Linked DNA regions of Mus musculus: all the other regions are linked to region 1. Evidence: chromatin contacts called from public HiChIP or PLAC-seq data. All regions are on one chromosome and are shown on one strand. The core of a region is the stretch at or near the end of the contact, and the rest is flanking DNA. Distances in the headings are between cores, read along the strand shown. Region 1 has its middle 32 kb from the start of Gm36227. Region 2 overlaps Mir100hg (Mir100 Mirlet7a-2 Mir125b-1 cluster host gene). Region 3 has its middle 7.7 kb from the start of Gm40515. Region 4 overlaps Gm35835 (a long non-coding RNA gene). Region 5 has its middle 50 kb from the start of Mir125b-1. Region 6 has its middle 33 kb from the start of Mir125b-1. Region 7 overlaps Mir100hg (Mir100 Mirlet7a-2 Mir125b-1 cluster host gene).

Region 1 (2,700 bases), core at 190-2,689:
ACACAGTCAGACTGTACAGACAGACAGACAGACTTTGGGGAATGTTGCCCCAGAGCTGAGGATGTGCCCACCAGCCCAGCCCGGTCAAGGGACACAGGAGCCCCTGGCAAGCCTGCATCTTTTGACCAGTGTTTTGCTCTTTCTATTAACCCCTTGTCACCTGTGGAAAGCAGGTACGTAGGAGCACATACAGTTACCCAGTAACACCTAAGAACCTCCATCTGGTAAGGAAAAGACAACTGAGACTGGAGCCTGGGTCTTGGATCACGGCTGACCTGGAGTGACAGGAGGCAAATGATGGTCCCTTGACACCATGTTCCCAGAAAGGCTGAGAATGGCTTATCTGTAAGGGCTGGAGGCTAGGGCAGAAGCAGGCTGGGGGAAGGAATTCCTCACTGAGACCAAAGGTGGATTCTACATCCCTCCCTAGTCTGTACTCTTCTCCCTGCCTCTGAGGTCCTAGCTGTCATTGTGTGTAACGCTGACACGCACACGTTTTCCTCTGACGTATTTGTACACATATATACTTCTTGCAAACACTTGTGCGGAGTGTTAGGCACTTGGCAGGCAAGCAATGAATAACTTGGGGAAGACTGAACAAAACGCTAAGGTTGTATGTCATGGCTGTCAGTGAGGTCCCTGTTCAGAGCTGGGATCCACCACTGGCTTTTTGAGGGTGGACGAGTTACACAGAAAGGGATGGACAAGCTCTGCCTGACGACAGTAGTATCTCTGAACTCTGGAGCATTCTCAGACCTACTGCACAACCATAGCAGGAAAGAGAGCTGGTTGGTGGGAGTGCAGGGCGGGAGCTGGGAAGTGGTTTCTTTGTTCTGGGAGATTTCAGCCGGCACGAACCGCAAATTTTACTGTCTGCACACCAAGAGCCCCTCCCCTCCCCCTTACCGCCTTCCTTTCCAACCTGAGAATTCATTCGCTGCCACCCTCGGTCTCTTCCTCTGCCCCAGAGCAGTCACCAGGGAAAGATCTCTTTGTTGAGAACACCCCGAGACAACTCAGAGTTGCAGAGTTCCCAGGGCACTGCCAGGGTTGCCCTCCGAGGAGAGTGGTCTCCCGGGCACAGACCCCCACCTGTTGATCTCTCCTTTCCCCGGGGGTGAGCGGCAACTTGCATTGTGCCGGGATCTCACGCGTTTCCCCGGCAGGCTCGGCAGATGGCGCTCATGAGCAAAGCCACCACGGTCCCTTCCCTGCCCCTCCCCACCGTCGGGGCCTCGCTGGGCTAAAGCAAAAACAGATGTTTTCATCATTTTTGGATCTGGCACGTGACTTGCAGTTCAGCAATGTGCCGACAGAACCCAGAGTTGTGTGTTTCCTTCATCTCCCGCAAAATAAAACAATCTTCCTTAAATGAGCGTTCCTCTAAGTGAGCCTGCGACACACGATCTCTTTAGCACAAGGGGTTGTTTGCTTAATGGAACTCCAACTGCGAGTGCCCTGCTAGCCAGTCTTGGGTCTATAATTGGGAAGAGGTCCTTTTTCAGAGAAGACAGTGAGCGGCCAGACTGGCTATCTTTACCTTAAGGGCTGGGGACAGGCGCTAGCGTTTTAAAAATAGCCCTGGTCTGGCTGGCGAGGAACCTGCCTTGCGTGGGTGCATAGGGGTCGCGAACAAAACAGGAAGGCCGAGGCGGCGCGCCCTGTTCCCCGCGCCCACGGCAGGTGGCAGCATTGGCCCGAGCTGGCCTCTGCCACTGGCCAAGCCCAAAGAGGGCCCTTTTACTTTCGGTGGCCTCAAAATTATTAGTTCCAGATGAATTCTTGCGATTGTAATATTTGGTTTAACCCAATCGGCCCGATTGCGTCAGCGTACGCTCACACTCAGCCGTCTGAAGTCTAACCAGACATCAGAGGCTTGTTTCAGGAGTGTCAACATTCCTCATCCTTTGAAAGAATTAAAACAAAAAAACGCAAACGCTGATTTATCCCCAAAGGAAAGGGGGGCTGAACAGACGTGCAGCTAGGGTGACCAGAGGGAGTGAACGTGGAGATTCAGGCGGGAGTCAACAGTTGAACCTTGACGAAGCCTGCTTGGGGAGAATTGGAGTTCTTTGTCGATCTAGGACGGACCTCTGGGTTTTATGAAGGTTGGGGCGAATAAGCTGAACTGGTTTGTGAGACAAGAGGCCTGGAGTCATGTAGACTGCTATTGCCAGGCACAGAACACGCTGAGCCTCTGTTTAACCCTTGGCCTGGCTGCTCCTTCCAGGGCCAGACACAGCCTCCTAACAGCTGTGGGGGATTTCTGAATCTCCCTTAAGGATGCAAGCTGTGTTTCCTGAGGATAGCAGCCCACACCCCAGAGGACCTCTTGAAAAGATGAGGCCTCCAGCAGACCTTGCTGAGTGGACCCGCTGGAATGATCATATGTCTTGTAAACAGCCCTTTGCGTGTCACACACCAGGCAGGGATGCTTGGGGACCCATTCTAGTAGTCTCGGGTTTTACAGGTGTTATCCTATGAGATTAAAAGACTGCACGCTGAGTGCAGGGGCACTGATAGTTAAATCTGGCCACAAGACACACAGTTCCACCCACGAGAGCAGAAAGGGTGCCCTGCCTCCCTTGGCTGAGCTGGAATGACTTGTCCTCGGAAAAGAAGGTCTGGTCTTTACTGTGCGGTCCCCATCCATGCATTTTTTTTTCCAATCTGTCTTCAAACTCTTCAAGTAATGTGGTC
Region 2 (2,971 bases), core at 414-2,913, 440 kb after region 1:
AGTGAGCAGGCACTAGATATTACTTTCTTCATTTAAAAAGGAAGAATCCAAGCTATTAAAAGGGCAAATATCTTTGCTTGCCACAGACACAGGACCCTATCGCCCACTCACTTCCAGGGTTCTACTGAAGCTGCCAAATGGGGTAAGTATTTATTTATACTGTGCTCACTAGCTTAGGACTCTGGTGGTTTTCAGACACATACAAGATGCTCTATGACTCCTCATAGGCAGATGTCATTCCACCTTTCCAGGCTTTAATCCCTCCTCCCTCTCCCTCTCTCTGTCTCTCTCCTTCTCTCTTTGTCTCACGCACGCACACGCACACGCACACACATGCTTCCTCCAGTGATGATCAGCATGACTGGTGAGTTTGCAATCATTCAACACCTCTTTCTAGAGCAGTTTCCACCCTCCATTCCCAGACAGCTCCTAGAGTCTATTCCGTTAGCACTCCTCCGGTGAACTTGAAGTCCCAAGAGAAGTCAGGTTGGTGTGAGTTTGTAGTTTCCACAGAGTCCAGCACTTAGCCTGTGAGAATCATAGGAGGTAGTAACACATAAAGAAAGAACTGTTGGTGTTGAGGCAGGGAGGACTATGCTAGTGTCAGGGGGGGGGGGGAAGCCCTGGCAGGATCACTAACTGTTCTTAACTCATCCTCTAAAAGAAGAGTATATCATATTTGCTCTGAAGTTTATAAGGGGACTATTTGTAACTAGTGAAATGCAAATTCATCAGGGGAATGGTGGTCAAAGACAAAACAGTACCTCCATAGTGGGATTCTCTGTAGCTACTATGAAGAAAGACTGGGTCATTCATGGTAGTACACACTGTAATCTCAGAAGTTTAGAGGCTGAGACAGGAGGATTGCTATCAGGTTTCAGGCCATTCTAGGCTACACAGTAAGTTCTGGGCTTGCCTAAAGTGCATGAGCACTGTTTTTGAGAGGAGAGAAGAGGAGAGGAGAGGAGAGGAGAGGAGAGGAGAGGAGAGGAGAGGAGAGGAGAGGAGAGGAGAGGAGAGGAGAGGAGAGGAGAGGAGAGGAGAGGAGAGGAGAGGAGAGGAGAGGAGAGGAGAGGAGAGGAGAGGAAGGGGAGGGGAGGGGAGGGGAGGGGAGGGGGAGAGGAGGGGGGAGAGGAGGGGGGAGAGGAGAGGAGAGGAGGGGAGGGGAGGGGAGGGGAAGGGGGAGAGGGGAGAAGAGGGGAGGGGAGGGAACAATCGATTAAAAGAAAAAAGATAGACACAAAGAACTTAAAGACATATATTAAGGGTAAAAAATGAGCTGCAGACTACTTTCTGATTCTCTGTCTATATTTATATTCTCAGATTTTGTTCTGGTTCATGACAGGTTACCAAAAGGTAGAGAATGAAATAGGCCAGTAACATAAGCTGCATGGACTGTGCACATGGATAGAGTGCTGGAAGAACCATCGTTACTGCTATTGCCATTCTGTGGGTTCAGTGGGGAGGACTGGGATTCCTGTCTCTCCAGTGTCTGGCACACAGAAGAGAGGGGCTGACTGACTGAGCAAAAGAAAATTGCTCAATGACTGACCTAACCAGGAATTAATTGTTGAGTCAGAAAATAAGGACACAAGTATGAATCACAAAGAATCTTATGTATTGTTTGGACATTTGAGTGGAGTGAGGCCACATCATCCTTTGGGAAGTAACAAGGTTAGAAAGTTCAGAGGCTGAGATTCCAGAGGAGTGTTTCTTCAAGTGCAGCCCCAGGACCACCCAGCCAAGTCCCCTGGGAAGTTGAGTAACCATTAAGATTCCTGGGACCCACCCAGTTCTGAACCAGATTCTTTGAGATGGTGATTCAGAAATAGGGGTTGCCTATGAACACAATTCTCTCTCTCTCTCTCTCTCTCTCTCTCTCTCTCTCTCTCTCTCTCTCTCTCTCTCTCCCTCTGTCTCTATCTCCATCTCCATCTGTCTCTGTCTATCTTCTGTCTGTGTCTCTGTGTGTGTCTCTCTCTCTGTCTCTCTCTCTAACTCTCTCTCTCTCTTTCTCTCTCTCTCTCTGTTCCTGCCACTGGTTGTGTGAACTGTATGCATTTAGAATATACAACTTGATGTTCTGTGACATATATATATATATATATACATATATATATATATTAAAATGATCAACTCTAATTACCAGGCTCCATCTGCTTGCTCCTGTCTTACCTCTCCTTCCTTCTGCCTCTCTCCTCTTTCTTCTTCTTCCTTCTTTTTTCTCCTTGCTTCTTTTCCTCTCTCTCCCTCCTTGCTTTTTTGCTTCCCTCTCCTTCTTTCGCCTTTCCTCTCTTTATCTCTGTCTCTCTTCTGTCTTTTTCAATGGAAAAAAAACACAGAATTTACCCACTGAGCAAAATCATAACACTGCTAAAATGTCCATCCCATGCAGAAACATACACAGATCAATGTAATCTCTATCAAAACTCCAATGTCATTCACCACAGAATGAGAAAAATGGAAACCCCAAAATTCATCAGGAAACACAGAAGACCCCAAATGCCCAAAGCAATATTGAAAGAAAAAAAAAACCCCAAAGCCAGAGGTATTATACTTCGTTATTTCAAAATATGCTACAAAACCACAATAATCCAAACATTGTGGTTCTACATAAAACCACAGATAGATGCATAGATAAACAGAGCATGATAGAAAGCCCAGAATGATATGCCTTATAGTAAATGTATTATTTTCACAAGGTGGAAAGGATTTACAATGGAGAGACAGACAGACAGACAGACAGACAGATTGACTGACTGACTGACTGACTGACTGACTGACTGACTGACTGCAGGGTTAGGAAATTTGTTTACACACATGCAGAAGAGTGAATTGAACCCTTATCACAAACTATATACAAAATCAACCCAAAATGTAAAACTTAGCTATAATGTATGGAACTCTAAAGCTGCTAGAAAAACCAAACCCAAAGTAAAACAAAGAGAACCCACTTCACTTGCTCACTAAA
Region 3 (2,700 bases), core at 162-2,661, 300 kb before region 1:
GCTGTAGTCCAAGATTGGGTTTCAATCCTTGGTTACCTCAGTGCTGGTAGGGGAGATACCTGTCTACAATTTTTTAATTGTTTTTTTTTATGTGCACAGATGTCTTGCCTGTGTGTCTGTCTGCACACCGTGCACATGCAGTGCTCAAGGATGCCAAACAGGCATCATGACCCCTGCATCTGTAGTTTCAGACAGTTGTGAGCCTCTATGAGTGCTGGGAATTAACTGTGTCCACTGCAAGGACAACCAGTGCTCTTAAATGCTGAGTTCTCTCCAGCCCCTATGTCCAGTTTTTATAAGAAACTGTCAACTGGATTCCTGAGCAGTTGTATCATCCTATAGTCCCACTACCAATGTGAGAATTCTGCTTTCCCCACAGTCTTACTAACAATATTGCCAATCTTTATTCTCAAGGCATTAGTGTGGATCAATTTACATTTTTCAACGACTAATACAGGTAAACACCTCAAAAAAAAAACAGATTACTACATCTTTTCCTATATGTTCAAGTCTTTTGGCCTTTTAAAAACCAAATTGTTAGTGGTGGTGGTAATTGTAGTAGTAGTTGCTAGAGTCTTATCTAAATCTCCCCAAATGTTCTGGATTCTCAGTGTAGACCAGGCTGACCTTGAACTTGTGTCAGTTCTGCCTCCTGAGTGCTGGAATTACATCTGTGTTCTAGCCAGGCCTTCTATTGCTGTGAATAAAGACCCAAACATCACCGAGGGAGGTCAGGGCTGGAACCTGGAGACAGGAACTGCTGCAGAGGCGGTGGAGGACCACTGCTTGCTGGCTTGCTCCTCCCAGCTTATTCAAAAACTGCCTTCTAGAACCCAGGACCACCAGCCCAGGGGCAGCACCCCCCCACAGTGAGCTGGCCCCCTCGCCCATCAATCGTCAAGAAAATGCATCACAGACCAGTCTAATGGGGGCATTTCCTCAACTGGTGCCCCGTGTCCCAAAAGTATCCTAGCTTGTGTCAAATTGACAGAAATCTAGCCAACCCACCACCCACACCCGGTTTTGCTTTCTTGATTTACAGAGTTCTGTATGTAGTGACACAAACGTTTCTATGTACCTGTTAAAAGATCTACTCCAAGGTGGCTTGTCTTTTCATTGCCTTGATAATGTGTCTTAAGGAAAAATCTTGAATTGAGGTTAATAGCAACAGAACACTTCTGTCTCTCGGGACTGCATTTCCTGTCTTTTTAACGCATCTTCACCATCCCCAGCCTGTGAGCTGTGGTTTTGTTGTTGTTCTGGTGGTGTGGGGGGCGGGGTGTTCACCTTTTGGACAGGATCTCACTGTGTAGCTCCCCCTTTCTTTTCTTCTTTCCTTTCCCATGTGGTTCAAAGTTCACCAGGTCTGACAGCTATGACTAAGGCGAGGTGTGTCCTCTGTGTTTGGGTGTGACTGACTTGTAATGGTTCGGTCCCAGACCTTTCAGTCCACGATCACAAGGCTCTTTCTGGGTGTGGTCAGGGGGAAAGATCAGCCAGGAGCCTATGTGGGGCAAAACCACTCCCCTCACACTGGCCTAAAAGCATAGAGCCAAGTTAGTCTTTTAAGAGAGGAATTTTTTTTTTTTTTTTTTTTTTTGGTTGGTTGGTTGGTTGGTTTTTGAGACAGGGTTTCTCTGTGTAGTCCTGGCTGTCCTGAAACTCACTTTGTAGACCAGGCTGGCCTCGAACCCAGAAATCCGTCTGCCTCTGCCTCCCAAGTGCTGGGTTTAAAGGGGTGTACCACCACCGCCCGGCTAAGAGGAAACTTTTTAAGTTGTCGATTGTTTTCTTCAGATTCAATGCATTCTTTTTCAAAGATTTTGTTCCTTTTGCGGTTTGGTTTGTTTTCTTTTTGTTTAATGTATAGACTTTTTTGCCACGAATTGTTTAAACAGTCCCCTCGTCACATATAAGATGTGCAGTTGTAGTTCCTTAGCGTAGTATAATACTGAATTGTATCTTCCACTTTTCTTGCACAGTCTGAGTGGGTGTTTCTGGCATTGCTTAACCCATGTTACATTGTGCTATTTGACTGCAGCCTTGGGTCTGGGTGCTCCAAACGGGCACTTTGCACAGTGCATGTCCATGCTGCGAGCACCTGCAAACACGCCTGAACACCTCAGTTCAGCTTCTAGCCCACTGTGTCTTAGAACCACATTGCTTACAGTGCATGCGAAGTCTCCTCTACGTATGATGGTCTATGGATAGCGAGAACTTTGGTTGTTTTGCTGCTGTCACTACTCAGCATGTGAATATCAAACTAGTACATCTTCCAGTTGGAGTGTGCCAAAATGCTTGATTTCAAAACTTGCTGTTTAGTATGATGATCTCAGTGTCATAAAAATTGTGAAAAAAAAATTTGGTCTTGGGATTAGAACAGAATTGCTAACAATTTCTGAAATAGTCCTAAATATACTTGTAACATGTATTTATGCAAAGCAGCGCTCTCAGAGTTGATGAGTATAACATCAAACTCAGGGCTGGAGAAAAGGCTCAATGGTGGCGTGCTTACTGCTCTTCCAGAGAACACAGGTTTGTCTCGCAGCATCCAGGCTGGATGGCTCACACCTACCTGTAACTCCAGCTTCAGGGACTCTGACACTGTCTTCAGACCTCCACAAGCACCTGCACATATGTAGCAGACACTCCCACAGACACACACTATTGCACATAAATAAACCCTGTACATAAAAGCGA
Region 4 (2,846 bases), core at 217-2,716, 290 kb after region 1:
ACATAATGGATATGTCATAGATATATGATAGGTAGATAGATAGATAGATAGATAGATAGATAGATAGATAGATAGATAGATGATAGATAGAAGACAGATGGTAAAGAAAACAGTACCGACACATGATTAAAGGAAGACAGAATATAGATAGGAAGACAGAAAAGTAGATGGTAGATAGATGGCATGTAGAAAATAGATAGTTGATAGATAGATAGATAGATAGATAGATAGATAGGTAGATAGATAGATAGATAGATAGATAGATAGATAGATAGATAGATAGATAGATAGAGTATAAGGCATTGCCTTTATTTCCTAAGTAAGACCACTGAGGCAGAAGATGACTTTCCCAGAGTTCTACAGATTACAAATGATAGAGGCAGCTTTGGACCCTACAAGCAGCCTTATCAGTGGCTATAGACCATCTTAGACCAGTGGTGTAAGCAGAGGTGATAACGGTGACTGTAACAGCAGGAGTCCTGCTTAACACTTAGGAAACAAGAGCCTAGAAAATTGTGGATGTGCTACATACAGGATCTGCTCTTGTCCTCACAACAGGACATATCACATTATCATGACCAACATCACCACCATCCCCACTGTCAGGAGTGGCAGCACTGGATTGACAAGGAGCCTGTCTTACCTAGAATTGTAATGAATATGTAAGCCCTTACATTTTAAAGTTGTACTATTACTGTAATGAAAACATGACATATGAGCACAGAGGACTGTGTGGTCTGACACTTCATTTGACTTGCATCATGACCAAAGAAGACACATGGCTTTTGCAGAAAAGACCTCTCTGGAGTGGCCTATTTTTACTACTTTCTGAGTGAGGTGTTCAAAGTATACCAGTCCTGAATGGCAGAACATTGGGAACCTTGAGACAGACTCTGTGACTCACTGTAGGGATGCCTTCAGGACTGCGGATGTGAGCAGGCCGAGTTCCTTATTAAGTGATTCATCCGTCTCTCTGTAGTCGGGTAGATTTCTTTTCACGGTTTGTGAAATTTTCTTTCATAAGTTTTCTGTCTACTCTGTATAAAACCAGCAATATCTTTGTTTTCCCCAGGAAAAATCTTTGTCCCCTTATAACTTATATTCCATTCTGTTTTCTTAGGTGTCAGGCCACCACAATAACATGCACTGTTTGTGAAATGGGAATAAATCCCATCTGAGTCTAAGGACTGTGGACAGATACCATGTCTGTCCACATAACTTGTTTCAGACTCTTCCCCTGCTCACTTCCTTCTGAGTGGCCTCTCCCGTGCAAGTGTGGAGGCTAAAGAAGAATCAACTCTCCAAGCAACCTCGATGAGAGAAACGAGCTTTGGATACTTCGAAAGCCTCCATGCCGTGGACCAGGAAGATGACCTGCTTGCCACCCTTTCCCCTGTGTTTATACATTCCAGAGTTCTGCTCTTAAGTATACTTTGAAAACTCCCTTGGAAGAAACCAAATATGCCTTGTTCCAGGGTTGCTTTGAATGTTTTCAGCTTGTAGTCATGGTTGACATAACCTAATTCAAAACATATTGGAAGCACAATGGCACCAAACCTGGGTCGGGAGCCTCAATGTTTCTCTTGAATGGGTTCACTTGTTTTCTCTTTTGCTGTAATTTTTTTTTCTCCAAACTCACAGTCAATGTTTATGATTTGTATCTGAGATATAGCTTCAAAAATAGGCATGCTGCTAAATTTATGCTAAAGGAGGTAAGAAGAAAAAAAACTAGATAAAGAACAGGAGAGAAACAGGGGGAGAATAAAATTGAACAGGCAAAGAGGAGCCGGTGAGAAGTCCCAGTAGAGAAAGAGCTCGCTGTGCGAACCTGGAGGCCTGCGTTTGGTTCCTGGACCCCATGTAAAAATGGAAGGGAAGAACTGAAGATACATAGCTGACCCCTGACCTCTGCATGTCAGCCGTGGTGTATCTGTGTGACTGCATACATTCATTACACACAGGAAGAAAGTAAAAAAGGAACATTAAAATAGGAACCAAAGATTTACTAGACTAAAATTGATCCTAGAAACAATTTTCGGTACTGGTCCAGGGCATTGATTGACAGGCAAAGCCCCCCATTTGCATCCTTAGGGACACTGAGATGGTCGAGCTGGCTCTTGCATGTCTGCCTGGGCATCGTGTCGTCATGCGAAACAAGTCTGTCCTCCATGCATAACAGTGCAGCAAGTCTTTGAAAAATATCAAAAATAAAATTTCCATGTGATTTCCCCCAAATTTTACTTTGGGATCTATATATCCAGAACATTTGAAAGCAATATCAAAGCAGATAAAGAAGAGTTATTCACAGTAGCTAAGAGGTAAACATAAGTCAGATATCCATTAACAGATGAGTGGATAAATAAAATGTGGTACATGTACACATGTATACACATGGAACTACTATTCAGCCTTACAGAAGAAGGAAAGTTTGAAGCATGCTAAGGCATGGATGTCTGTTAAGTGGAATAAACAATCACCAAGGGAAAATTCCACAGGAGTCCACTCATGTGAAATATCTAGACTAGTCACATTCATAAGAAGAAAGTAGATGGGGACTTGAAGGAGTAGGGAGCTATATGAGGTACAGTGGGTGCAGTTTCTGTGTGTAAGGATGAAACATTTTGGAGCTGTATGCTGGTGAGAACCAAAGACACTGAACATGGTCAGCCTTATACATATGACATTGCTTGGCTTATTTTGTGCTGTCTTAGTCAGGACTTTGTTGCTCTGAAGAGACACCGTGACCATGACAACACTTATAACAGAAATTTTTGTGAATATTTTATTAAAATTTTTAGGAATTTTTTTAAAGTTGGCACTTTAGATGGATTCAATAGAGTGCATAC
Region 5 (3,033 bases), core at 212-2,711, 320 kb after region 1:
TCTCTTTGTCTGATACAGTTCAAGGCGAAGAATGAAGAAACTGGTATCTAATTCCTAGTCTTGACTAGAAAACGGAAACAAACACAAGAGCAACCAAATACAAGACTCCAGAATAGGGCTAAGAGTTCCCAAGTGAGTGTGACTCTGGAGCAGGATAGGCTGGATTCATTAGTCTTGAGGGGATTCCTTTGGGATGCTAGAATGATACCTGTGAGCCAGAATGAATGCTAAAGCACAAAAATTCCTGTTTCTACTTCTAGGGGCTGAGAAGTCCAAGAGAGTACTTTGTTATCTGGTGAGGGTCTGGCCACGGCTTCTTAGACGGCACTTTGATCACAGTCCAGGAGAGGGAAGAAGTGATAAAGAGGGTCTAGCCAGTTCCCTCCAAACTTCTTATAAGCTCTCAAGCCTCCCTCACGAAGGTAGGTAGAGCTTTTATGACCTACTTACTCCTGACTTATGAGAATTATCATGTTAGAGTTCCAGTGCCAGCCTGCTCATTTTGGGATGGCCACAAACGTTCATACTATGGCAGGAGAGGAAGTCCTGTGGTTGATAATCCTGTGATGACCCAAAGAAAGATGGGAACTGAGTTGTGTACAGATGATATCCTAAGATCTCTGAGACTCTGAGACTCATCAAATTCTCAAATAGCACCTCATGGCATGCCTACATCCACCCCAACACTTCAAGACATGTGAGACTCTGTGTTTTTTCAAATAGCCATTGTACAAGTAAACTCTGGTTATTGGAAGCTTTTCTTGTTACTCTGAGTCAGTACTGCCACTACCTTGCAGGTACTTACGGGAAGTTGCAGTCTTTTACCTCACAGCAACTGGGACTTGGGAAGGGGAGTTAAAACCGTATCTCTCTCTATTTGTCCCAGACTTGAGAGCTTATGTTGGAGTCAATGGTAAAGATACCTGGTTGGAGAGAGTTTAGTAAGAATGGTACCTAAGGTTTCAGTTTTCATTAGAGAGTTAGCGGGTCAGCCAATGCTGGCAAAGTTGGGTGGGACTGGGTCACAAAGGGTCATGCGTGCCAAGTTAAGAAGCAGAGGGTAGACACTGGCCTTAGCCACTTTGACTTCTGTTAGGATTCTAGCAGTTGAATTTGAGCACAGTTAGCATCTGGGTTAGTCAAAGTCCTCACGAGTGTGTGTTTTCCTTCCACCTGTACACAATTCTTAAAAATAAACTCAAGCATCCTCCAGGAAATAGAGAGAGAAAGGGGTGGGTGGAGATTTATTGCTCAGTTTTGAGTCCCCAGTAGAGATATTTGATGTTACATTCCTCATTGCTTACTTAGTGCTGCTCAGTTCCTGTGCTTTCCTGGGCCCTGGTTCCCCATCTGCAAGTGAGAGCATCGTGATCCATTTCAGATGTGTGCTTCATCATTTGGAGACAAGCTATCTGACTACAAATGCTCTCAATGTCCTCATCAGATTGTATGAATAATTCATGGGTGAGCATCATGTGGGACTGGATTATATTTGGATATTTTATGTTGATAGTTCTTAAGCCAAGCTGCTGTGACTCATCACAACCTTTGGTAGCATTTTTCAAGGGTAAAGAACATGAAACACAAGGGTTCATTTTAAAGAAAAGAAAATAAGGAAAAGGAAAAAAGAATCAACATTAGGGGAACTGAAAGCACAGGGCAAAAACCCCAGTGGTTGGTTTCATATATGTTTAAAGATCATTAGTCATAAAGAAAGGAGTCTGGGACAAATAGAAAGAAATAAGGTTTTCATTCCCCTTCCCAAGTCCCTAGTAACCACTATTCTACTTGACTTCCAGGAGCTCAAGTTTTCTATAGTTCGCATAGAAGTGAGATTTATACAGCATTTGTCATTCTGTGTGTGGCCTGTTTCCTTTAGTGTCATGTTCTCCAGACTCATCCGTACAGTCAATGGCACTGTGGTTTCTTCTTTTGTGAAGTCTGAATAGCAGTCCCTGTGTGTTTGCAGTATATCTCTCATGTCCTTTCATCAGCTAACTAAACACTCAGGTCTGCTCTGAGTCTTGGCTATTGTGGAGAGTACAGCAAGAAAATCTTGCAGGATACGTATCCTTTGGGTATCCTAATTTAAATTTGGATATCTTTTGCATAGTGATATTGCTGAATCATATGGGAGAACTCTTGAATTTTTGAGGCCTCTACATACTCTTTTTCTGTAATGGTTGTATTTATTCACGTTTCCATCAACAACATTTTATTTGTTTGTTTTGTGTATTCACTTTACATCCTGCCCACTGGCCCCCTCCTGGTCACTGCCTCCCACAATCCTTGCCCCTATTGCCCCTCCCCAACTTCTCTGAGTGGGTGGGCTCCCCCTCAGTATCCTCCCCACCATGCCACTTCAGGTCTCTGTGAAGCTAGGTGCATCATCTCCAACTGAGGCCAGACAAGGCTACCCAGCTAGAAGACTATACCCATATACAGGCAACAGCTTTTAGGATAGCCCCTGCTCCACTTATTCAGGACTCACATGAAGAGCAAGCTGCACACCTCCTACATATGTGCAGAGAGACCTAGGTCCAGACCATGTATGTCCTTTGGTTAGTGGTTCAGTCTCTGAGAGTCCCAAGGGTCCAGGTTTGTTGATTCTGTTGGTCTTCCTGTGGTGTTCCTATCCCCTTAAAGGCTGCAATCCTTTAACCTGTTCTTCCATAAGAGTCCCCAAACTCCATCCAGAGTTTGGCTGTGGGTTTCTGCATCAGTCTGAGTCAGCTGCTGAGTGGAGCCTCTCAGAGGACAGCCATGCTAGACTCTTGTCTGCAAGTATAACAGAGAATCATTAATAGTGTCAGGGAATTGTGGTTGCCCATAAAATGGGTCTCAAGTTGGGATAGCTATTGGTTGGCCATTCCATCAGTTTCTGTCCATCCCTCATCTCTGCATATAGACACTGAAAGAACAATTCTCAACTTCATATGGAAAAATAAAAAATCCAGGAGAACCAAAACAATCCTGAACAATAAAAGAAATTCAGGAGCAATCTCCATCCCTGACCTCAAGTTGTACTACAGA
Region 6 (2,700 bases), core at 17-2,516, 340 kb after region 1:
AGTGGTTCCTGCTTTAAGGGCTCACAGTGAGCCAGTTCCATGTGTGTCTTCCAACCTCTTGTGGCTAGTAGAAGTTCCTGCTTCTGGGTCCATACGACCTCCCCACTGTGTGCCTTGTCTCTCCATAGTCTCTTAGAAGGAGTTGTGTTATTGGACTTGAGACCCCTTGTTATCAATGAAGCTCTTCTTTTGAGAGCTCCTCTGTGCTATAAAGTCCATAAAGATCTTCCCGAACAATGTCTCATCATGGGTTCAGGATAGATCTTTAGGTAAGTCACTGTGGACTTACAGGTTTCATAAGATCTATGTCAGTAGGTTCTTTTGTTCCCCAATGTATTATAATCTCATACTTAGACATATAATTGTGATACTATAGGCACTTTCAGTAGGTTCTTTTTAATGATCTTTTGTCTACTGTCACCCTGACCTATCTCTTATTCTTTGGTTTCTGTCTGGCCATTTTAGCTTTTAATGCTATACTGGAACAACCATTCAGAGACATTTTAGCTTCGCCTCTTCTGTGTGTGTCAAAAAGACAAGCATGGTGATGATCAAGTGATCTTAATATGCCTGGTAGAAAAATCCTGTTTTGCTTAAGTTCTGCACAGACAGCTGAAAACTCATTAATTTAACTGCTTCTGGAACTGTTTATAAATTCTGAAAGAATGCCTTACTGGAGTGCTCCATATCGCTACACTCCTTAGGTGTTTTATTTGTAGGTTTTAAAGAAGTAAATAACAAAGAGGAGGCAGTAGGTCTTTCAAGTGATATAACGTGCCTGGTTTTCCAGGGAAACACTCCCTATTACGTGTGGTCAATTTCCATGGAACCAGCCATTTGGTGTAGTGAGAATTTTACCCATCCTGGAATCTCAAGTTAAAAAAAAAATCCATTGTAATATCAGTATATAGCTGTTTTATGTTTACTCCAGCTGTCTCTAGCCCTTTGCTATTTCAGCATTAAACTATTCCATGGCATTAAAAGATACATTCCCATCACAACAACAATAAAAATACAATGACTACATTTTACAAGAAAGATATTTTATTAAGAAATTCATAGGTATGATTCCGTTTTTAAAAAACAAATTAGAAGTGGAAGCCATGTTTTCCACTCCGGATAATCCTATGGATCCCTGCCTTCTTCCTCATTCAGGGTCAAGGTGTGGCATCGTTTTGCAGAAGACATCTGCCAGCTTTAAGCTGTGTGGGGTTTGTATTCTGTGTCTATCATAGGCACCTCCTTATTGCATCTGGGCTTCAAAAATAGAAGCTTAACTCAGAGGGAACTAGCCATGCAGTCTCCTAGCAGTAAGAACTGCAGTCTTCTGAGATACACAGAGGCTCCATCCTCAGCAACCGCCTTGTGGAGTTGTAGCCAGTCTCCTCAAATACCAACACAACGCCTGAACAAAGTAAACCCCACTCCAGGAGTGCCGAGCTCCCGCCATGGAAAATCTCTTAGTGTGCTACTGGAAAGAGAGAGAAGGAGATGTCATAGAGCCCCAGCCATGTCATCAACACTTGCCTTCAGACCTGTTTGAGGAGAGTGACTTACCACCTTGTTGATTCCTTATAGAACTTCGAAGGGTCACCAACAGCTTACTCTTGGCTGTTGAAATACCTTTTAATATCAAGTCCTGCGTATTATTGTTTCAAAGAAACCAAAACCTACACTTCTCCTTGTGGATAACAGCTCTGGTTTCTACAATTTTCCATCCCTAAACCGACTTGATCCTTTTTAATGGTGCTCATGCCCTCAATCAGGGCTGTGTAAACAATCCATATTACAAATTTCATGAAGACACATGTGAACATTTACCAGGCTTTGGGGAGACATTCCCCAGTTTAAAATATCTAGGTGGATTTTCTTTCTTGGAGCTTATCCGGTCCTAGTAACAGGCAGAGAAAATATTTCCCGTGCCTGTGAGTATTTGGGCCTTTCTTTGTGTGCCTCGATCTTTTCCTTCCATAAAGGAAAAGTGGCGTGCAGTACACTGGGGGCTGAGGGGGGTTTGCAGAAGAAAAATGATGTGAGCAGCAAAAGCCCTGTGGCTGGAGGATCAGATTCCAAGCAGAATTCATTCCTACACTTCCAGTCGTGTGAAAGCGGCAGCCGGTGTTCCTTTTCACTGTATCTGCTCACTTAATTGTTTCTGTCTGTTCATTTCATTCTTTGTGAAAACATTAGCCTAAGGGACATTGGAAGAATCAAAAGGTAGGTTTGAAGTTGAACAGGAAATGAACAGTGGTATTACTGCGGCATTAAAAGAAAAGCTGAGAGCCAGAAAGAAATAGGTACAATTTTAAATGCAACATGTCTGTTCTCTTGTTGTTGTTGGTGGTGGTAGTTTTTATTCTGTAAAAGTCAAGATTAAAAACAAAACAAAACCAAAAAAAACACTTCACAGGCCCTGTGTTTTTACACTGCTAGGCATCTAACAGATGATCTAAGGTATGTGCTAATGAATTTAGCTTATACACGATGAAAAATCAAGAGATTTTGAACTATTATGCAGGAATTTATAAAACCCTGGATGGATTTCCTGACTGCTATAATTATTTAATTCTTTCAGAATTATCCCTCTCCACCCCACAAACCTCCTCTTGCCAAAATTATCAAGATAATTAAGGAAGGAGTGGGAAGGTCAGAATCTCAACCATTTTGAATACCAAGCTGACCAAATAATTCTGGCTCTCT
Region 7 (2,930 bases), core at 3-2,502, 410 kb after region 1:
GAAATCATTTAACCATAAATTGGTAAGCAGGTATAAAAGGAAAAACCAACATCCAGCCTCCTCCTCCACAAATACTGTCCCATAACCAGGAAACATTATACACATGTGTGAGAGAATCATATAGAGCCTATTATTCTGTACAATTGATATATATATATATGTATATATATATATATATGAAAAGGTGTAAACCTAGACAATTTACAACATAATTATATATATTAAGATTATATTTATTATATACAATATACATTCATTTATATTATTACATAATTATATAATTATGTCACCAAATTATAATATGCACACATATTTATAAAGTACATGAAAAACTGTAGAATGGACTACAGTTTTATCCATTTGTCTTCGAGGCATGTTCTAAAAGCTGATGCTGGGATTTGCTTTCCTCCACCTTTTTAAAGATCTATCTTGACTACAGTTTTTAACCACTGTGTCCCAAAGTTAATTGAGCAAGAAACCAGGTAAGAAATTTTAAGTCTTCCTGAAGCAATATCTCTTGATTTGCCTACACCTATTTGAAAGGAGCCAAGTGCCAGGTTTGAGTGTATTTGATTTTTAAAACAGAGCATATCGAAACCAACAACATAAATAGCTGTAATTTTTTAAGTCCTAAAAAGGCTATTCAAAGTACTATCTGGTAGAGAAATTACAAGATGTTTCTAGAACACAGAGGAAAGAGAGTCCTTAGAAATGTTTTTGCCAACCTAGTTATAGAAAAGCAATCTTCTAAAAATATAATTTCTCCCAATGTTTCATTTGTCTAGATGAATGTGGCCCACAGCACAGAAACAAATCCTTAATAAGGTTGAAATGAACAGTGGTTATACTTTATTTATATTAGGTTTGTGTTTCTATAGCAATTTTTAATTTTTTTCTATCTTGTCTAACATTTTTAAATTTCCCAAGCGGCTGGGATACAACTTGAAAGTAAAACAATTAAACCAGTCACCATCAAAGAGTGGTCTTGATAAGGGCAGCAAATGTTTATTGGTCTCACAAAACATCATATTTACGATTTGCTTGTGGTAGAAAAACAAATTCACTATCAAAGAACTCTGGTGCTCTAACTCTACATATTATCAAGATGCTGGAGAGGAGCTGGAGGGAAGCTCTGTGCTTTTAATTTACTTCTATTTAGAAAGAAAGCCACTTGAGTCACCCTGGCTTGCTTTCCTTAGTGTGAGTCATAGTGCATTTCCTTCAGTCTCTGAGTGTTTCTATGTAAACAAACTATGTAGTTCACTTGGGGATAGAAGTCACAGTATTTGAGATTACAAAGACCTATTAGATCATCCGGTCTGGCCCACAAGAGATAGTCTCAAGATAGAGAACACAGCCATTGGTCTCTGCCAGCAGGTCAAGAAGAAGAAGTTGGCAAAAAAAGTTTTTTTTCCATGCTGTTTTGGTTTTTAACTTATCTAATAGTGCTTTGGTCACTTCCCAAGTGGGCTAGTAAAGTTACCATCAAGCAGCTGTGCTTATCTGAATCTCTAACCTTCCACACACCGCCATTTGTTGGAAAGATGATCTTGTTTGCAAAATATGAACAGTGAAGACTCTGCTCTTTAAACCTTGCAAGCACTATTCTGTCAGTGAAGAAAGCCAAGGGCTCAGTTTTTGTCTACTGTTCTTCAGTTCTTTTTCACTAAGCAGAGAAATCAGACGTTCCAACCCGACCTTAACAAAGCGGGAGTGGGGACCATAGAACACAGTGTGGTTGCGATGTAGTGTTTTACAAAGCAAAGTAGTGTCCATTTCTGCTTTCCATTCTTCATGGACTCCAGTAAAAAGGTGTTGTGATAAGGGGTGATGTGAAACAATAGGAATCATAAATCAATAAAGGCAACATCCATTCTGACAGCCGTCTCCTTTCTGAGTTCTTAGTGTCTTATTTCATGTACAGATGACAGAGTCCACTTTTCAGGATTATACCCATATCATATCAATATTACTAAAACAGTAAGAGCCACATACAAACTAAACATATCTGCAGGCACATGTGTACAGGCACGTGTGTACAGAGGAAAAGCTAACAAGGAGTAGGGAATAACCTAATGACCCAAAAGATAAATTAAGAAAGAAAAAAAAAACAGATCCAAACATTATGAAACATTATTCCCATTTGCTGAACACCAACCAAGGTAGCCCTGGAAGAAAATATATTTTTATTGAGTTAGAACTTCCGGTGTCAGCAGTGAAAGAGATTACTTTATGTTAGAATTGCTATGGGAGAAAAGTATGGTCCTTGACTTCCACAATCTGCATCCACAGCAAAGCTTTGCATTCCATTTCAGCATATTACAGATTTGAGGATTTGGTGGGAACTCTATACAACTCTCCATGGGCAGTGAGTTCGCCCTTTGCCGGGTTTTCTCGGAATGAAACGGGAGGCAACAGATATGGTCTCTGCCCTTTCTACCCACAAGGGTTTTTGTGAAAGACAATCATGATCATCTCCCACACCCCTGTCTCCTACGGGATGAAAAGTGGCGGTACTTGGAAATGCAGCGCTTCTGTTAACCTGCCTATGTTGGCCTAGAGTGAACTAGAGTTTGGAGGAAAGCAGACTTCCCTCAGTTTCCCCTATCTGAATATCTTAACATAAAGATTACTTTACAAAAATTGGGTAAAGATGAGAGAAACCCAGAGGACCGTGAAGGGCAGAAAATCCTTGCACCGTGTGCCTGAGAGAGTAGGAAAGGAACAAAGAGACATCGAGGAACCAAAGCCGGAGCTATCAGGGTTGGCCACCATCAGTGAGGTCCAGTTCCATCTTCTGGTTCCAGAAGGCCATCAGAGGAATTCTGAACCCTAACTCCATTCTCTACTTTCCCTCCAACTTCTTACTGGTGACTTCTGCGGCTAAGCATATTGAGAAGCAATAGGGTAAAGGCACTGCTGGGACTGTA

What was found. HiChIP or PLAC-seq counts read pairs in DNA pulled down with a chosen protein or histone mark.
Region 2: a CTCF HiChIP or PLAC-seq map of the NIH/3T3 cell line shows a contact between it and region 1, with 9 read pairs. The contact joins two enhancer-like sites. A contact is called at or near these places in 3 of 15 datasets of contacts at CTCF or cohesin (the NIH/3T3 cell line and large pre-B cells), 7 of 484 Hi-C or Micro-C datasets (the C2C12 cell line, the N1E-115 cell line, adipose-derived mesenchymal stem cells and 4 more) and 24 of 115 datasets of contacts at active chromatin or transcription factors (astrocytes, bone marrow-derived macrophages, cardiomyocytes and 15 more).
Region 3: an H3K4me3 HiChIP or PLAC-seq map of pro-B cells shows a contact between it and region 1, with 5 times the contacts expected there. The contact joins two enhancer-like sites. A contact is called at or near these places in 1 of 39 promoter capture datasets (the SN4741 cell line), 1 of 15 datasets of contacts at CTCF or cohesin (the NIH/3T3 cell line), 2 of 484 Hi-C or Micro-C datasets (the HL-1 cell line and embryonic stem cells), 16 of 115 datasets of contacts at active chromatin or transcription factors (T-cell acute lymphoblastic leukemia, bone marrow-derived macrophages, differentiating embryonic stem cells and 8 more) and 1 of 9 other capture datasets (embryonic stem cells).
Region 4: a contact with region 1 is called in an H3K27ac HiChIP or PLAC-seq map of the NIH/3T3 cell line, with 6 times the contacts expected there. The contact joins two enhancer-like sites. A contact is called at or near these places in 3 of 15 datasets of contacts at CTCF or cohesin (the NIH/3T3 cell line, embryonic stem cells and stem cell-derived epiblast-like cells), 9 of 484 Hi-C or Micro-C datasets (cortical neurons, embryonic fibroblasts, embryonic stem cells and 4 more), 16 of 115 datasets of contacts at active chromatin or transcription factors (the NIH/3T3 cell line, a colorectal cancer cell line, craniofacial prominence and 11 more) and 1 of 9 other capture datasets (embryonic stem cells).
Region 5: an H3K27ac HiChIP or PLAC-seq map of SST interneurons shows a contact between it and region 1, with 6 times the contacts expected there. The contact joins two enhancer-like sites. A contact is called at or near these places in 2 of 15 datasets of contacts at CTCF or cohesin (the NIH/3T3 cell line and stem cell-derived epiblast-like cells), 3 of 484 Hi-C or Micro-C datasets (embryonic stem cells, gonadal supporting cells and growing oocytes), 17 of 115 datasets of contacts at active chromatin or transcription factors (SST interneurons, VIP interneurons, craniofacial prominence and 12 more) and 1 of 9 other capture datasets (embryonic stem cells).
Region 6: a contact with region 1 is called in an H3K4me3 HiChIP or PLAC-seq map of craniofacial prominence, with 8 times the contacts expected there. The contact joins two enhancer-like sites. A contact is called at or near these places in 2 of 15 datasets of contacts at CTCF or cohesin (both in the NIH/3T3 cell line), 21 of 484 Hi-C or Micro-C datasets (LSK cells, cerebellum, cerebral cortex and 12 more) and 21 of 115 datasets of contacts at active chromatin or transcription factors (SST interneurons, astrocytes, craniofacial prominence and 16 more).
Region 7: a CTCF HiChIP or PLAC-seq map of the NIH/3T3 cell line shows a contact between it and region 1, with 27 read pairs. The contact joins two enhancer-like sites. A contact is called at or near these places in 11 of 39 promoter capture datasets (the 3T3-L1 cell line, 3T3-L1-derived adipocytes, cranial neural crest and 7 more), 1 of 15 datasets of contacts at CTCF or cohesin (the NIH/3T3 cell line), 4 of 484 Hi-C or Micro-C datasets (the C2C12 cell line, the HL-1 cell line, cortical neurons and 1 more), 19 of 115 datasets of contacts at active chromatin or transcription factors (the NIH/3T3 cell line, VIP interneurons, a colorectal cancer cell line and 15 more) and 1 of 9 other capture datasets (embryonic stem cells).

Annotation. Positions count from the first base shown.
Region 1 is chr9:41,949,805-41,952,504 of GRCm38.p6, reverse strand. No RefSeq gene overlaps it. Among named protein-coding and RNA genes, the nearest start is that of Gm36227, 32 kb to the right of the region's middle. RefSeq lists an enhancer at 1-2,700. Within about 2 kb of position 1,439, at least 231 of the 459 cell types and tissues checked have an H3K27ac peak or open chromatin away from gene starts, as enhancers often do. A contact at or near this core is called in the C2C12 cell line, the NIH/3T3 cell line, SST interneurons and 13 more, where this site is marked.
Region 2 is chr9:41,514,068-41,517,038 of GRCm38.p6, reverse strand. All of the region lies in intron 3 of Mir100hg (Mir100 Mirlet7a-2 Mir125b-1 cluster host gene), which reads right to left. Among named protein-coding and RNA genes, the nearest start is that of Mir100, 16 kb to the left of the region's middle. Within about 2 kb of position 1,663, at least 54 of the 459 cell types and tissues checked have an H3K27ac peak or open chromatin away from gene starts, as enhancers often do. A contact at or near this core is called in the C2C12 cell line, the NIH/3T3 cell line, adipose-derived mesenchymal stem cells and 3 more, where this site is marked.
Region 3 is chr9:42,247,977-42,250,676 of GRCm38.p6, reverse strand. No RefSeq gene overlaps it. Among named protein-coding and RNA genes, the nearest start is that of Gm40515, 7.7 kb to the right of the region's middle. Within about 2 kb of position 1,411, at least 48 of the 459 cell types and tissues checked have an H3K27ac peak or open chromatin away from gene starts, as enhancers often do. A contact at or near this core is called in T-cell acute lymphoblastic leukemia, where this site is marked.
Region 4 is chr9:41,658,846-41,661,691 of GRCm38.p6, reverse strand. It overlaps Gm35835 (a long non-coding RNA gene), which reads left to right. Exons shown (of 5, transcript XR_379295.4): 5 at 1,121-2,846. Among named protein-coding and RNA genes, the nearest start is that of Gm35835, 77 kb to the left of the region's middle. Within about 2 kb of position 1,466, at least 34 of the 459 cell types and tissues checked have an H3K27ac peak or open chromatin away from gene starts, as enhancers often do. A contact at or near this core is called in the NIH/3T3 cell line, a colorectal cancer cell line and embryonic fibroblasts, where this site is marked.
Region 5 is chr9:41,630,404-41,633,436 of GRCm38.p6, reverse strand. No RefSeq gene overlaps it. Among named protein-coding and RNA genes, the nearest start is that of Mir125b-1, 50 kb to the right of the region's middle. Within about 2 kb of position 1,461, at least 17 of the 459 cell types and tissues checked have an H3K27ac peak or open chromatin away from gene starts, as enhancers often do. A contact at or near this core is called in the NIH/3T3 cell line, SST interneurons, VIP interneurons and 1 more, where this site is marked.
Region 6 is chr9:41,613,512-41,616,211 of GRCm38.p6, reverse strand. It overlaps a transcript of Mir100hg not described here. Among named protein-coding and RNA genes, the nearest start is that of Mir125b-1, 33 kb to the right of the region's middle. Within about 2 kb of position 1,266, at least 30 of the 459 cell types and tissues checked have an H3K27ac peak or open chromatin away from gene starts, as enhancers often do. A contact at or near this core is called in SST interneurons, craniofacial prominence, embryonic forebrain and 2 more, where this site is marked.
Region 7 is chr9:41,544,328-41,547,257 of GRCm38.p6, reverse strand. All of the region lies in intron 4 of Mir100hg (Mir100 Mirlet7a-2 Mir125b-1 cluster host gene), which reads right to left. Among named protein-coding and RNA genes, the nearest start is that of Mirlet7a-2, 9.1 kb to the right of the region's middle. Within about 2 kb of position 1,252, at least 53 of the 459 cell types and tissues checked have an H3K27ac peak or open chromatin away from gene starts, as enhancers often do. A contact at or near this core is called in the C2C12 cell line, the NIH/3T3 cell line, a colorectal cancer cell line and 3 more, where this site is marked.